Regions from separate parts of the Mus musculus genome. Here all the other regions are linked to region 1. Evidence: chromatin contacts called from public Hi-C and HiChIP or PLAC-seq data. All regions are on one chromosome and are shown on one strand. The core of a region is the stretch at or near the end of the contact, and the rest is flanking DNA. Distances in the headings are between cores, read along the strand shown.

What was found. Hi-C and Micro-C count contacts between places; a contact is called where the count stands out from the background. HiChIP or PLAC-seq counts read pairs in DNA pulled down with a chosen protein or histone mark.
Region 2: a contact with region 1 is called in an H3K4me3 HiChIP or PLAC-seq map of embryonic forebrain, with 3 times the contacts expected there. The contact joins the promoter of Nacad here to the promoter of Adcy1 in region 1. A contact is called at or near these places in 2 of 39 promoter capture datasets (cranial neural crest and embryonic stem cells), 2 of 115 datasets of contacts at active chromatin or transcription factors (embryonic forebrain and forebrain) and 1 of 9 other capture datasets (adipose tissue).
Region 3: a Hi-C map of cortical neurons shows a contact between it and region 1, with 1.4 times the contacts expected there. The contact joins the enhancer-like site here to the promoter of Adcy1 in region 1. A contact is called at or near these places in 7 of 39 promoter capture datasets (cranial neural crest, embryonic stem cells, hippocampal neurons and 3 more), 2 of 484 Hi-C or Micro-C datasets (both in cortical neurons), 8 of 115 datasets of contacts at active chromatin or transcription factors (VIP interneurons, embryonic stem cells, forebrain and 3 more) and 1 of 9 other capture datasets (embryonic stem cells).

Annotation. Positions count from the first base shown.
Region 1 is chr11:7,061,163-7,065,476 of GRCm38.p6, forward strand. It overlaps Adcy1 (adenylate cyclase 1), which reads left to right and starts at 2,271. Exons shown (of 20, transcript NM_009622.2): 1 at 2,271-3,073. The coding sequence starts at 2,438.
Region 2 is chr11:6,603,903-6,608,216 of GRCm38.p6, forward strand. It overlaps Nacad (NAC alpha domain containing), which reads right to left and starts at 2,152. Exons shown (of 8, transcript NM_001081652.1): 1 at 1,576-2,152. The coding sequence starts at 1,846.
Region 3 is chr11:6,703,260-6,707,573 of GRCm38.p6, forward strand. No RefSeq gene overlaps it. Among named protein-coding and RNA genes, the nearest start is that of Gm39575, 11 kb to the left of the region's middle. Within about 2 kb of position 1,747, at least 32 of the 459 cell types and tissues checked have an H3K27ac peak or open chromatin away from gene starts, as enhancers often do. A contact at or near this core is called in cortical neurons, where this site is marked.

The DNA.
Region 1 (4,314 bases), core at 1,021-3,520:
GTGGAAGGTACTCCTGTTGGGGGGAGATTTGTTCTCGGCCCTTCTCTGGACACGCTAGTAGATCCTTGACTTGGGGCAGTGTCACTCATGATGCTTTCCGTGTATGAATCTGTGCCCAGTCTTTCCCCTTTTATAATGACCACAGTTATAACAGTTATATGGGAGGTACACACCACCTTGGCTCCCACTGTATTACATATAACCTTCCTGTTTGTGTCTGCAAACTGTCCATTGAAGCCCTTCTTCCAACCTGGCACATAGTGTATGCGTCTATAACAACAATAGCAATTATTGATGCTCCTGCCTTCTGAGGTTGTGCAACAGGGCTTGACGTGAGAAGCTTCATGCTCCCTCTAGACTGTGAGACTCAGCCAGCCTCTGCGCACCAACAAAACAAAGGTGACAAAGGCTATCTTCCAAGATGCTTTGTAACAGACAGACATAAGAAGTTGGGCAGTTATGGCAGCGAGCAAAAAGGGTCATGCCATGACTCACCTTAATTCCAAACCTGAATATAGGTTCCTCCAGGTTCACTTGAAAGGCATTGATGCTGGCTTACAAACAAACAAACAAACAAACAAACAAACAAGCAGCCTTGACCAAGGGGAGAACTGGAAGCCAACACAGAAAAGCAAGTGGGTGAGGTTTACTTACGAACTTAGCATTTAAATGACTTCACTATGAGTCTTTCTTTTTCATGTAGTCAGGATATTTTTCAGATGTTCTTTAATAAAATCATTAGGGTAGAAAAAGCACACAACATCAAGTAACAAGTGACTCTATGCCTAATGTGGAGAGTTGAGAATCTTGCAGACTTGATAGTATTTAGAGACAATTGGGAATCAGGTGATGACAAGGATGCTTTTTCAAGGCAGTGCCCTAAGGATGGGGCCAGACCATCTTCTCAGCATCAGCTGACGCTCTCCGTGGGTTTCTGCCAAAAGAACACGGAGAGAGAAATGACCAGAAAATGAGGCTGCAGAGCAGTAGGTGTGAACCTTCATGGAAGGAGCAGGGACTGGGGTGAAAACAGTTAGCTTGGGTGCTGACTGGGGCCAGGCAGGCTCTGAGCTGGGAGTGTCTTACAGCGGGAGTCCGCTCCAAGAACAGGGATTAACTGGTTTTCAAGTGGTTCCAGCAAACCTTCAGTATGAACTGTTGGAGATGTTGAGTAGGAAGATTTTTGTAAAAACGACAAGTTCATGTGGCTCAAACTAATTCTAGAGAAAATCTCAAATCCTAATTCCTGTACCTATATAATGTGTGGGGGGGGGGGCACAGGCTCTTACCCTGGGAATTCTCAGGGTCTTCTAAAACAGTCTGGTCAGGATGGACTGAAAGTGAAAATTTGGAAGCGGGGCCTCTAGTAGGAAGAACAGCATATGGGCTGCAAAATTTTGTGAGAGACAGTTCCTGGTGCACCCGTGGGATCCAGAGGTGGCACAAGCTCCTGGCATCTGTTCTACTCTCAGGGTCCTCTGGGACTCTCTCTAAAGGAGAACAGGGGAGCGATCTCAGGGGGCCATCCTGAGTGAGCACCGAATGAAATTCTGTCCGGTCCCTTCCCTTAGTGAATGGACATCACCAAGATCCGCAACTGAGGCGAATCTGTCCCTGCCACTTGTTCAGCTGGAAGTAAACGTCTCGCCATCATTTGCATGGCCAGCTCCTATTTAAGGAGAGAGCCGCGCTATTTTATCTCTCCTTTCAGCCCTCCCTCACCCATCCCTGCACCTAGACCTCACAGCTTCCTTGGACATTGCAGGGCTTTATTCTTGCTCAGGTCAATAGGCAAAGCTTTCACTACCCACCCAGGTGGTGGGCAAATCAGTCACTTAAAGCGCCTTGCATGTGTGACCTGGGATTCTCGGGGTTTCTCGGTGGGCACTGAGTGAGGGGTCCTCTTGGGAGCTGAGTGAGGGCTCCTCTTGGGTGACCTGGTTCTGCTTGCGGAGGGGATACAAATCTAACAGAGCTGTTCCTCCCTCTACTGGGAATTTCTGCGTTTTTTAAACGCCTCCGAAGACTCATAGAGGGGTGGGCTCCACTGTACATAGGAGGGGAAACCGAGGCTCAAAGAGTCAGGAGTGGTGCCCAAGGTCACGTGGCCCCTTGGGCGTGCGGGATCCCGGGCGCTGAGTTGGGCGCGGACTCTGTCCGCCCAGGATCGGGGCTCTTGGGGCTCGCCTGTCGCAGCACGGTCGCCGCAGAGGACCACTGCCGGGGCGCGGGCGGGCGCCAGTGCGCAGGCGCGGCGGGCGGGAGGGGACGCGCTCGGGGCGCGCGCGCTGGGCAGCCGGCGCCCCAACTCCGCCCGCCCCGCGCCCCGGCGCCTCGCCGCCCGCCGCCCGCCCGCCCCGGGGCCGCCGGCCGGCGCCCCGGCGCCCCGGGCCGGCGAGGGGCGCGCCCGTGGCCGCGGCCGCTGCATGGCGCTGAGATGGCGGGGGCGCCGCGCGGCCAAGGCGGCGGCGGAGGCGCGGGCGAGCCCGGGGGCGCAGAGCGGGCGGCCGGGCCGGGCGGCCGGCGTGGGTTCCGGGCGTGTGGCGAGGAGTTCGCGTGCCCCGAGCTGGAGGCGCTGTTCCGCGGCTACACGTTGCGGCTGGAGCAGGCGGCCACGCTGAAAGCGCTGGCTGTGCTCAGCCTACTGGCGGGCGCCCTGGCGCTGGCTGAGCTGCTGGGCGCACCGGGGCCAGCGCCGGGCCTCGCCAAGGGGTCGCACCCAGTGCACTGCATCCTTTTCCTGGCGCTGTTCGTGGTCACCAATGTCCGATCCCTGCAGGTGTCCCAGCTGCAGCAGGTCGGTCAGCTGGCGCTGTTCTTCAGCCTCACCTTCGCGCTACTCTGCTGCCCCTTCGCGCTGGGCGGCCCCGCGAGGAGCTCTGCAGGAGGCGCAATGGGCTCGACGGTCGCCGAGCAGGGGGTTTGGCAACTCCTTTTGGTCACCTTCGTGTCCTATGCCTTGCTGCCCGTGCGCAGCCTACTGGCCATCGGCTTCGGGCTGGTGGTGGCTGCCTCGCACTTACTGGTCACAGCCGCCTTGGTCCCTGCCAAGCGCCCACGTCTCTGGAGGACGGTAAGTGGCACCACGAGTCCCCCATTGGGTTGGAGACACATCTGCCAGCAGCACTGGAGGTGGCAGGAGTTTAACGTTCTTCCTATGGAGAAGGTGGGGAAACTGAGGTTCTGAAGGTGGGACAGGTGTTCAAGGTCAACAGCAAACTGAGGATGCAGTGGAGGAGCTAGCACCCTCCACCCGGTGTTTCTTACGAGATAAGAGTCCCTAGCGTCTTTAGGGTGGAGACGAGAGACTGGTGTGTGGTGGTGGTGGTGGTGGTGACAGGCCCAAGGTCAGGCAGTAGGGTACCGAGCTCAAGTGGGGGACCCAAGCCTGATCCACCGCGCCGGGTTGTACCCGTGTCCCTCAGTAGAGGTACTGAAAAGTGGGAGGGTGCGCGGTCTCCAGGCCAGGCTTCTAGGCTGGCAGAGCGCGCAGCCCCTGGGTTCCTCTCCAGCTCGCCTGGAGCGCATCTGGGGCTCGCTTCTCAATTTCGCGGACCCGAGGGAGCAGTTAGTGGGAAGGGAAGCACTTTGAACCCCACCAGTATCGCTAACCACCCCGGTGTGAATCCGAATTCTGCCCTGAAGGAGAGGAGTTTGCCAAGGTCACACATAGTCTGGTCTCCACAGCTTCTGCTCCCAGTCCTAACCCTGGCTCCATGGAGCCTGAACTTTGTCTCTTTCAACTTGGGTGGGCGAGGGGGCTGCCGGGCCAAGGGCATAGGACTTGACTCCTCCTGGGGATTCTCCTGGACCCCAGAGGTTCCCGTTCCCCATACCACCGCACCCAAGCAGGTGGAGGTGAACCTGGAGGCTGTTCCCAGGAGTTTGGGACCTTCCCCTTCGCTGGCCCTGCCCAGGCGTGGCATCTGAGGGAGGGGTTTGTTCCAGGGCTAGCAGTGGGAGGGAGACGAGAGACAGAAAGGTGGGAGAGTCCATCTAAGGAAAGAAGGTAGCTTCTTCGAGCATATGGGAAGTTGTGGGGGGCTGGGCTAGGCACAGAATCCAAACTGGGGGGACACTAACTGGTGTTTTTGAGAGAGGTGACTGTCAGTCAGCTGTACCTGCTGCCTGTAAGACCAACACAAACACCCAGACTCTGATGGCAGGGAGCGGTACTTAGACTTAGGGGCCATGATGACAGGTTTATTGCTGAGCATTCACTGTAGGGCTGGAGAGACAGCTGTAGACTCAGGACCGTGGTGGGTTCTCTAGGTGCCTTAAAAGGCTGTGTTCTTAGTTTCTTTATTTCTCTTC
Region 2 (4,314 bases), core at 902-3,401, 460 kb before region 1:
GGTCACTTTGCACATTCATTTGAGTCTCGTGGCTTTTAGCTCAACTGTGTTAAGTGTTTCTCTGAGTGCTCCTTTTAAAAGACTCTGTAACAGCCCCTCCCTCACCTGGACCAAGGCCAAAAACACATCTCTCTGAAGTATCCACTTAAAGCCTTCCTAGTGTCTGTCCCCAGAGCTCAGTTCACGTCCTGCGTAAGAGGGGGAGGAGCAGTGCCTAGGGGCCTGCGGCTCCAGCAGGCACACAGCCAACACTGCCGGCTTTACCATGCTCACTGGTGACAGGGCAACATCGCCTGTACCGTGGCGGCTTTGTCTTTCTCAGCTACTGAGCAATTCTCAGCTGGGATGAGAGGGAAGCTGGAGGGGAGACAGCCACCTCCTTGATATCTGATCTCAGGAATGTCTGAGCGCTGGGTTCTTTGACATCAGCTGGACTCACTGACCAGAAGCTGGGCTATTAGAGCAATCAGGTCCTGACAGAAAGGGAGAGGGGTTCTTTCAGGTTCTTTGAGGGAGATGGTACCGACGTGGGTGTGGCTAGTAGCCATCACTGGGCGTTCCCAAGTTAGGCTCTTGCCTTCTCCACTTCCTAGTGTGGCCCCAGGGCAGTAGGGCAGAATTGGGCCAAGGTTAAAATGGAAGGGAAATAAAAAGCCAAGGTGTGTGTATGTTTGTGTGTGTGTGTGTATGTGTCATTCAAGGTCACCAAGCAAACTAGCTTATGACTGGGCCTGGGGAGTCCCAGCCTGGATTGCCTGTCCCCCAGCAAGAGTAAGATGGGAACTGTTAGCTCCCACCCAGGACCCTGGCACAGCACTGGCACCATCCCCATTCTTGCCCATCCTGTCCCTAGATAACTTCTTGCACCCAGCAAGGTGCCCTTGGCTTTGCCCAAGTTACACACAGCCCATCTCCAGCAGGAACCATTTAAACTTAAGAGTATCCTCCAGCCTGCAAGTGGACTGACCTCTACCAACATTTAATGCCCCCTCTTATCCAAGGTCTGCATAGGAAGACCACTGCTGGCCAGGAGAGCTGCTGTTCAGAGCCCCACCTCTCAGACGTGGTTCTGCCGGTGTCCTCTGGCTAGCCTCCCAGGTTCCATCGGCCCTACAACTCCCTTATAAGTCTAGCCGCTTGCTGCCCTAGGCACCCAACGTACCTCTAAGAACCCTCTGGTGGTCACAGGATGAGCCTGCAAGGACCCTTTGGGCCTCCCTGCTTCCAAACCTGCCACCCCACCGTCGGTCCTGGGGCCCAGCTCTCTGTGGACAATGGAATGCAATGTGGCACAGAGACACAACTAAATGGGACTTGGTCCAAAGACTACGGTCCCCACAGCCCAGAGTGAAAGGCCAAGACGCTGCCCTTCATAGCTACAAGGCTAGGAGGATGCTGTCTGCGGCGCCCAGGCCTTCACGAAATCCTGGGGCTTGGGGGTGGGGGAAAGATGCAGGTGGAGGGAATAACCGGTCTGGAAAGACAGGGGAGGGGACTGTGAGGAGGCAGAGGGATGGAGGAGAGAGAAAGCCAGAAAAGGTATTGAGCCAGAAAGGGGAGCCGGCGCGGTCTCACCTGTGCGGGATCCAGGCCCTCCTGCCTCAGGCAGCGGCAGCTCAGCGCCCGCAGCCTCCCCTGGCATGGCCTGGACGTGTGCCTGCCGATACCCCTGTCTCTCTGTCCCTCTGTCCGTCAATGCGCTCGGAGTAGCCAGCACGGCCACCGCCCCTCTGCTGGGGGGGGGGGGGGCGTAAATGACGTCAGCGCTGCCCCGCCCGCCTATCAAGCCGAGTGAGCGTGCGCCAGCGCGCCGAGCACTGCGGAGCGCCAGAGGGAGGGCGCTCATTCCCTTCGTTCACCCCATCGCCTCTCTCCCACTGCTGAGTCTAAGGCCAGAAGGCTGCGCCCTGCCCCGCCTTTCCCGCAGCATCCAAGGGGGGCCGCTTGGAGGCCAGACTCCTCCCAAGGTGACATCGCCTCTTAACTGGAAAGAGACAAAAGGTGTCTCCAGAACCAGGGGTGCGGGTTAATATGGGGAGATAGCTATATATTCTGCAGAGGGGGCAGGGCCACTTTAATAAGTGATGGCCCAACCTATCGCTCAATGACTGGACAGAGGACACAGGGAGCCCAGTGAAGGAGCCTAAGCTCCTAAGCCCCAAGATGAGCGAAAACAGCAGCTCAGGATTGGCTGGTCCTGGCAGACAGTCTCCATAGCAACTACCTCCTGTCTCTGTGGCAACGGGAGATGGAACTGAGTGCGCCAGAGAGTGGTTCCAGACAATCTCTTGGGCTGAGCTGGATCTTTGACTTCTAGCTTGGCGGTCTGCTTTGTTTCCTTCACCGTTCAGCTCTTTAGGACAGGGAAGAAATGTACCTCACTCACTATTCCCGCCAGCCCTGGGCCACACCCCCAGAGATGATGCTTACTATTTCCCTTCCTGAAATGCACTATGTTTCCATCCTGGCGTTTGCAGTGCCCAGCCCGTCCCCCCTTCCCAGTGCCAGGCACCAGATGAATGAATGACACATTGTCATCTGTGAGCTGAAGTCGGGGAAATTAGTGGCTATTGAGGCAAACAAGGAGGGAGTGTCCAATGTATAGGATCTTCTGAGTCTACAGGAAGTCAGGTGCTGTTCCCTACTTCCCTATACCTGACTTGAGGTGCACACCAAGGTACCCCTGGCACCCTTACCACATCCAAACATAAGACCAGCATCTTCTGCAAAACTGCCCCACCCTCTCTGTTGCTGACAACCCACCCCGTCCTTCTGATATTTGACTTTATAGTCCACGTAAGGACCCCTTACTTCACCTCCAAGGATCTAAGTTGATTCCTCCTGTGAAACCCCTCCTCCTTCTTTGGAGACAGGTTTTTGTTTATTTTCTATTCTGTGTAGTCCTGGCTGTCCTGGAACTCACGCTGTAGACAGGCTGGCCTGGAATTCCCAGAGATCATCTGCCTGTGCCTCTGGAGTGCTGGGACCAAAGAAAGGTGTGTGCCACCACCCAGCCCCTAGTTGCCTTTTTTGTTCCTGGTGTTTATCACGGCAACAGGAAGCAAATTAATCAATCCAGCAACTGGTACCAGAAAATGAGTTTGTGGCTGTGGTGATCTGACCATGTTTTGTGGGAAGATTGTGGAAGTATCTGGAGCTTTGGGCTGGAAAAGACCATTGGCTGCTGAGAGCTTAATGAGCTGTTGTAGGGGTTTGGAGACAGGAAAGTTGAGAGAGATACAGATGATGGAGACCAGGCTTGTTAAAGCAGCAACTTTACGGGGGGCTTTTGTATAATTTTCTTTTGAATCTGTGGTTTCTGGTTAGCTGGAGCTGAAGGGTCAGCTGTGTTTTTGTTTGTTTTTCGAGACAGGGTTTCTTTGTATAGCCCTGGCTGTCCTGGAACTCACTTTGTAGACCAGGCTGGCCTCAAACTCGCCTGTCTCTGCCTCCCGAGTGCTGGGTCTAAAGGCGTGCGCCACCACGCCCGGCTTCAGCTGTGGTTTTAACAAGAGACCAGCACCACTGAAATGAAACCTTTGCTTTCCTCAGAGACTTGACAATGGTTAGCTAGGACTAGAAAGAAAAGGTAAGCTGTGATTACTAGAGACCAGCATCACTGAGGCAAATCTGAAAAGTATTTGCTCACGTCAGCACACAGCACTTGAGACCCAGTAGGACCAAAGCTTTCTTTCAAGCTGGCAGCTGAGCTCAGCATTGGGTAAGAGTATCCCAGATGGTTTTGAAATTACTTTACTAGTACTGAAGACATGAAGGGCTATAGCGAGCAGCTGAGAACGCAGTACTTTGGAGATAGATAGTGGTCTGTAGGACCACTAGTACCAGCTGTGGGTGGAGTCTGGGAGACAGCCTTCATGTAGGAAGAGCTCAGGCCTGTTTGGAGCCCAGATTGCAGTATCTTCTAGCTACACTGCTAGAGGCTTACTTTGTAACTGTGCCCTGGTTCTTCCCTTGTGGAATACTTATTTTGTGTATTACTTATTTTGGATTTTAAAGAAGTCCACAGTTGAGAGACTGGACTTTTTTTTTTTAAGGTTTATTTATTTATTTATTTATTTATTATATGTAAGTACACTGTAGCTGTCCTCAGACACTCCAGAAGAGGGAGTCAGATCTCGTTACGGATGGTTGTGAGCCACCATGTGGTTGCTGGGATTTGAACTCCTGACCTTCAGAAGAGCAGTCGGGTGCTCTTACCCACTGAGCCATCTCACCAGCCCAAGAGACTGGACTTTTAAGACTTAACTTTTCAAGTGTTTTGATTTTTTTTTCTTTTGGTAAATTATGATTTTG
Region 3 (4,314 bases), core at 497-2,996, 360 kb before region 1:
TGGAAGGACCAGGGCGCCTCACTGAGCAGGCCACAGGAGAACTCTTGACAAGTCCTGAGTTCAAAATGTTGAGCTGAACCTAAAGGTCAGGAAAATATTCATCTTGTGTGATCGGGTTCCTCACGGTCCAGCACAAGTACTCGCTTTTCTTGGGAGGCGCCCGAGGCATGCCTCACTCGCCATCTTCACTCCTTCTCCTCACCCAGAGTATTCTTGCTTGACTGTTTTCATGAGTGAGGATCCTTGAGTTGCCCACAGTTCCCTGCTCTGCAGTGAACCCTGTGATGAGCACCCTCCAGAGACCTTTCCTGGTGGTCTCAGAGGGCGTCTCTTGGATTCATTCCTAGGATCAGGATTCCTGGATTGCGTACTGGCCGTTTGTATCCTTAATTAGATGGATGCTAACCTGCTGCTTTCAGAGATTGAGAGGGAGGTTCCAGCTTAGCCACAGCTTGGTGGTACACAGCTTTCTATATTTGTGTTGATCCTATTGGGTATAAGTGACATTTCACTTTAAAATTTACGCTTTAGCAGTAATGGCTGTCAGTGTGTCTTCAGAGCTGCTACCAGGCTGGCTTTTTCTGTCTGTGGTAGTCTGTTTATAAACCTCCATCTGTTGGCATTTCTTGTTCTCCCTGGATGTGACCTGCAGAGCTTTGGGATTGGTCTGATGGGTTGGGGGTGGGGAATGGAGAAACAGCCCCCCCCCCCCCCCCCCCGCAAAGGCTGGGATCCTGTGCACCATGCACTCTGATGGAGACACACCAGCAAGCAGTGCAAAAACTCAGCGCATCTATTATATGCAGCATAGTGAGGAGGTGGGCTAGCTGATCTCTGTAGGGGAGAAGTCTCAGGCTGCAGTCACTTCCTGGAGGAGGAAGTCCCTGAGCCTGACCTAGGGAAGGCCTCGCCATTCCCATAGATCCTCGACATAGCTGTGCCTTCGTCAACTATACACATTCACTCGGGACTTTGTCCTCTTCCCATCCCTACTCAGCACAGGAATTCCTAATATGGTCCAGGTGTTCTGGATTCTATTTTCTTGTCCATTTCATGTGGTGGTTTAAAGGCAGACTCTACCCTGGAGATCAGGTGTTCAAGCACTGGGCCTGCAGATGGTGCTGCTGTTTGCGGAGTTGGTAGGATCTGGAGCCTTACTTGGAGGAAGTACATCACTGGTGGTGGGATTTGAGAGTTTTTAGTCGTACCCTACTTCCGGTTTGCTTTCTCTGCTTCCCACGTGCCACTGAGATGTGATTTTCAGCTTCCTGCTTCTGTTGCCATACCTTTCCCGCAGTGTCGGACATCCGGCCCTTGGGAACTGTGGCAAAAACTCTTCCAAACGCTTTTGGTCATGATGGTTTGTTACTGCAACATAGAAGCTGTCACAAAGAAGACTCATGCACACAAATGGCCTCCCAATGGGAACCACAGAAGAAAGTATCTGCTTTGTGTGGGCAAGCATGTCTACGACAGTCCGGGCCTCTGGAATGTCTTCTGTCCTATTTTTGTGGATTCTTTGAAAAAGTTCACAGACAATCAAAGACCCTTCAGGAATAAATCAGGGACTTAAATCCACTTAAGGATCTTGGGAATTACATTTAAGTTGACCTTGAGAGCCACATCCTTGCTGCTGACACCACAGCTGTTAGAGAAGTGGCTCTGGGCCTCCCCTGTCGGCAGCAACATGACATCTACAAGAAGCGATGAAAGCCAAACAAAGCCGTTAGGTATAATTCACCCTAGCTCAAAATGTAACTATACTCTCATAACCCTAAACATCAAACAGCTCTTAAAATGATAGTGGTTCATAGACCACAGGAACATAGAACAGGAAGTTTGAGACGTTCAAAGTGGATGAGATTAATAGACGATAAACACACACTTTGTGTATTATACTGCACACTGTGCTACATTAAAGGGGTGGCAATTTTTAAAATATCAAACAAAAAATCAAATAAGTTATGAGCCGTGATGTATAATACTGAACTGATTAGTTTTTGTAATCTTTGTACAATCATTTGTGTTTTAGGAATCTTAGTAACATCCTTTGAATCATGTCTAAGATCTTCAAGCTTTTCTCTTTTAATTCAAGACTGCATGAAATTGCATCTCCTGACTTCTTATTTGGTAGCTTAGCAACAGCCTCTAAATTTGCAGTTGGCTGGAGGTGGGTCCCATTCTGTTTGTTCCCATCTGAGATGGAGTTGACCCTGCTGGCAGAACTCACAAGCTTTGAAAGAGTGGCATATTTGAACCTGGAGCTTTAGAACGCCCCTCCTCACCTTCCTTCCCTAGGGTTTGTGTGTAAGTACCCTCTAGGCCCTGTTAATCAATAAAACCAGGAAAACCTTTTAAATGAAGAGCTGTATCACTCCTGAGGGAGGTAGATTGTATTTCTTAATAGACATGTCCCCTGACTGGCTGGCAGCTAAGCGCCACACTGAAAGGTGATAATTTCCACTCACGGTTGAAAAGGAAGTGATTTCTGAGTTGTGGCATGGATCTGCAAAGACACCAGGATGCATGTGTTTCTACAAACACCCCTTGCATGGAACTCACGGGGAGGGGGGGGTCAGTCCCCAGCTGAGTGAGCTGTGACCTGGGAGGGCTGTGGATGCCTCATGAACTGACGTGGGTCATTGATCATTAGGTCCACCTCCAGCACATGGCATTTCTTCTGCAAACCCAGCAGCCAGCTGCTCCTAGCCCAGAGACATGCCCTCCTTCTGGGTCTGGACCTGTTGGAGCAAGGGCTGACTGGCACTCATCCCATGTCATGGACTCTCTTAAGAGTCTCAGTTCCTTAGAATCCCTGGTGATCAGGCAGCTGACATTCTGTTGAACTCGTATGTGAGTAGGAAAGATGACAAGACAGTCAGATATTTCTGATAAGAAGACACAGTGGTGATACAAGCCTTTAATCCCAGCACCTGGGAGGCAGAGTCAGGCAGATCTCTGAGGTCGAGGCCAGCCTGGTCTACAGAGTGAGTTCCAGAAGGGCCAACGATACACAGAGAGGCCCTGTCTTGAAAAATGAGAGAGAGAGAGAGAGAGAGAGAGAGAGAGAGAGAGAGAGAGAGAGAGAGAGTCAATCCTTGGTAAAATTCCCAGGGTATGGGGCACCGTGACAGCCTTTTTTGTCACTCTGAAGGAAACGAACATTTCCTAAGGAAGGTGGTGTGACTTGGGTTGGCAGCAACGCTCCCACTTGCCACCCAAACCCTCACGTTCTTTTTTCCATGCGTTCCCTAAGCTCTGGTCTGGACGCTACAAGCTGGCATTTCTACACAAAGAGCGCCAGCCCTCCAAGCCCGAGTCTTGCCAGTCATGTATCCTTCTCCTTCCCTTACGGAAAACTCGGTCCTAAACCCACGCGCCCTCCCGTGGCCCTGCACTCAGGACCCCCTTCACCCAGCGCCACTGGACAGGACGTGTGTTTAGGTTTCCCTAGAACTCTTGGAGTCCTGCTTGCCGTCTTGCTTTCTCTCAGCACCACCCTTTCATCGAAGGTGTTTGGCTCTATCTTCAAAAACATTCCCAGAATCCAACCGTAGTCAGGCACCTCCGCGCGGGCGTAGAGTTCAGGCTGCTCGCCCCTCTTCTGAGCTTTCCTGTTTTGCCAGGTTGCCTTTCAGTGGCCGCCCAACTCATTCTGAATGGATGCCCTGCTAGCTAGCGCCTGTATTCCAGCCACACAGGCCTGCCCCTGGTGTTTGAACACCCCACGCCTTTGCCACTTCCTCTTACTGTAGAACAAACCTGGGTTACTGTTCTGATAGTACGCGTGGGAGGGGCCTTTCTCATGTATCTCTTGTCACAACATCCATCCCATCGAGAGACTCTGTCTGCTAATTCTGTCCAGTTTTTTATTAGAACATTTAACGATATTGAGAAATACTGGTTTTAAGGCATTTATTATAGAAAGGAAGAGAGAGGGAGAAAGTAGGGAGTAGAGGCTGGCCATGGCCACGTGGTGGAGGGGAGGGAGTGTGGAGAGAGGGGGAGCAAGGGAGCGAGAGGCAATATGATTTATTTTTATTTTATATGCATTAGTGTTTTGCTTGCATATTTATCTGCGTGAGGATATCAGATCCTGTGGAAATGGAGTTACAGCTGTGAGCGGCCATGTGGGTGCTGGGAATTGAACCTGGGGGTTCTGGAAGAGCAGCCAATGAATGCTCTTAACTGCTGAGCCATTTCTCCAGCCCCAATATTGATATTTTAATGTACATTGGAAAGTAATTTCTGGGAGTGTAGAGACTTTTTTTTTTCTAAATATAATCCCAGCATCCAGCACAGGTCCTGCCTCCT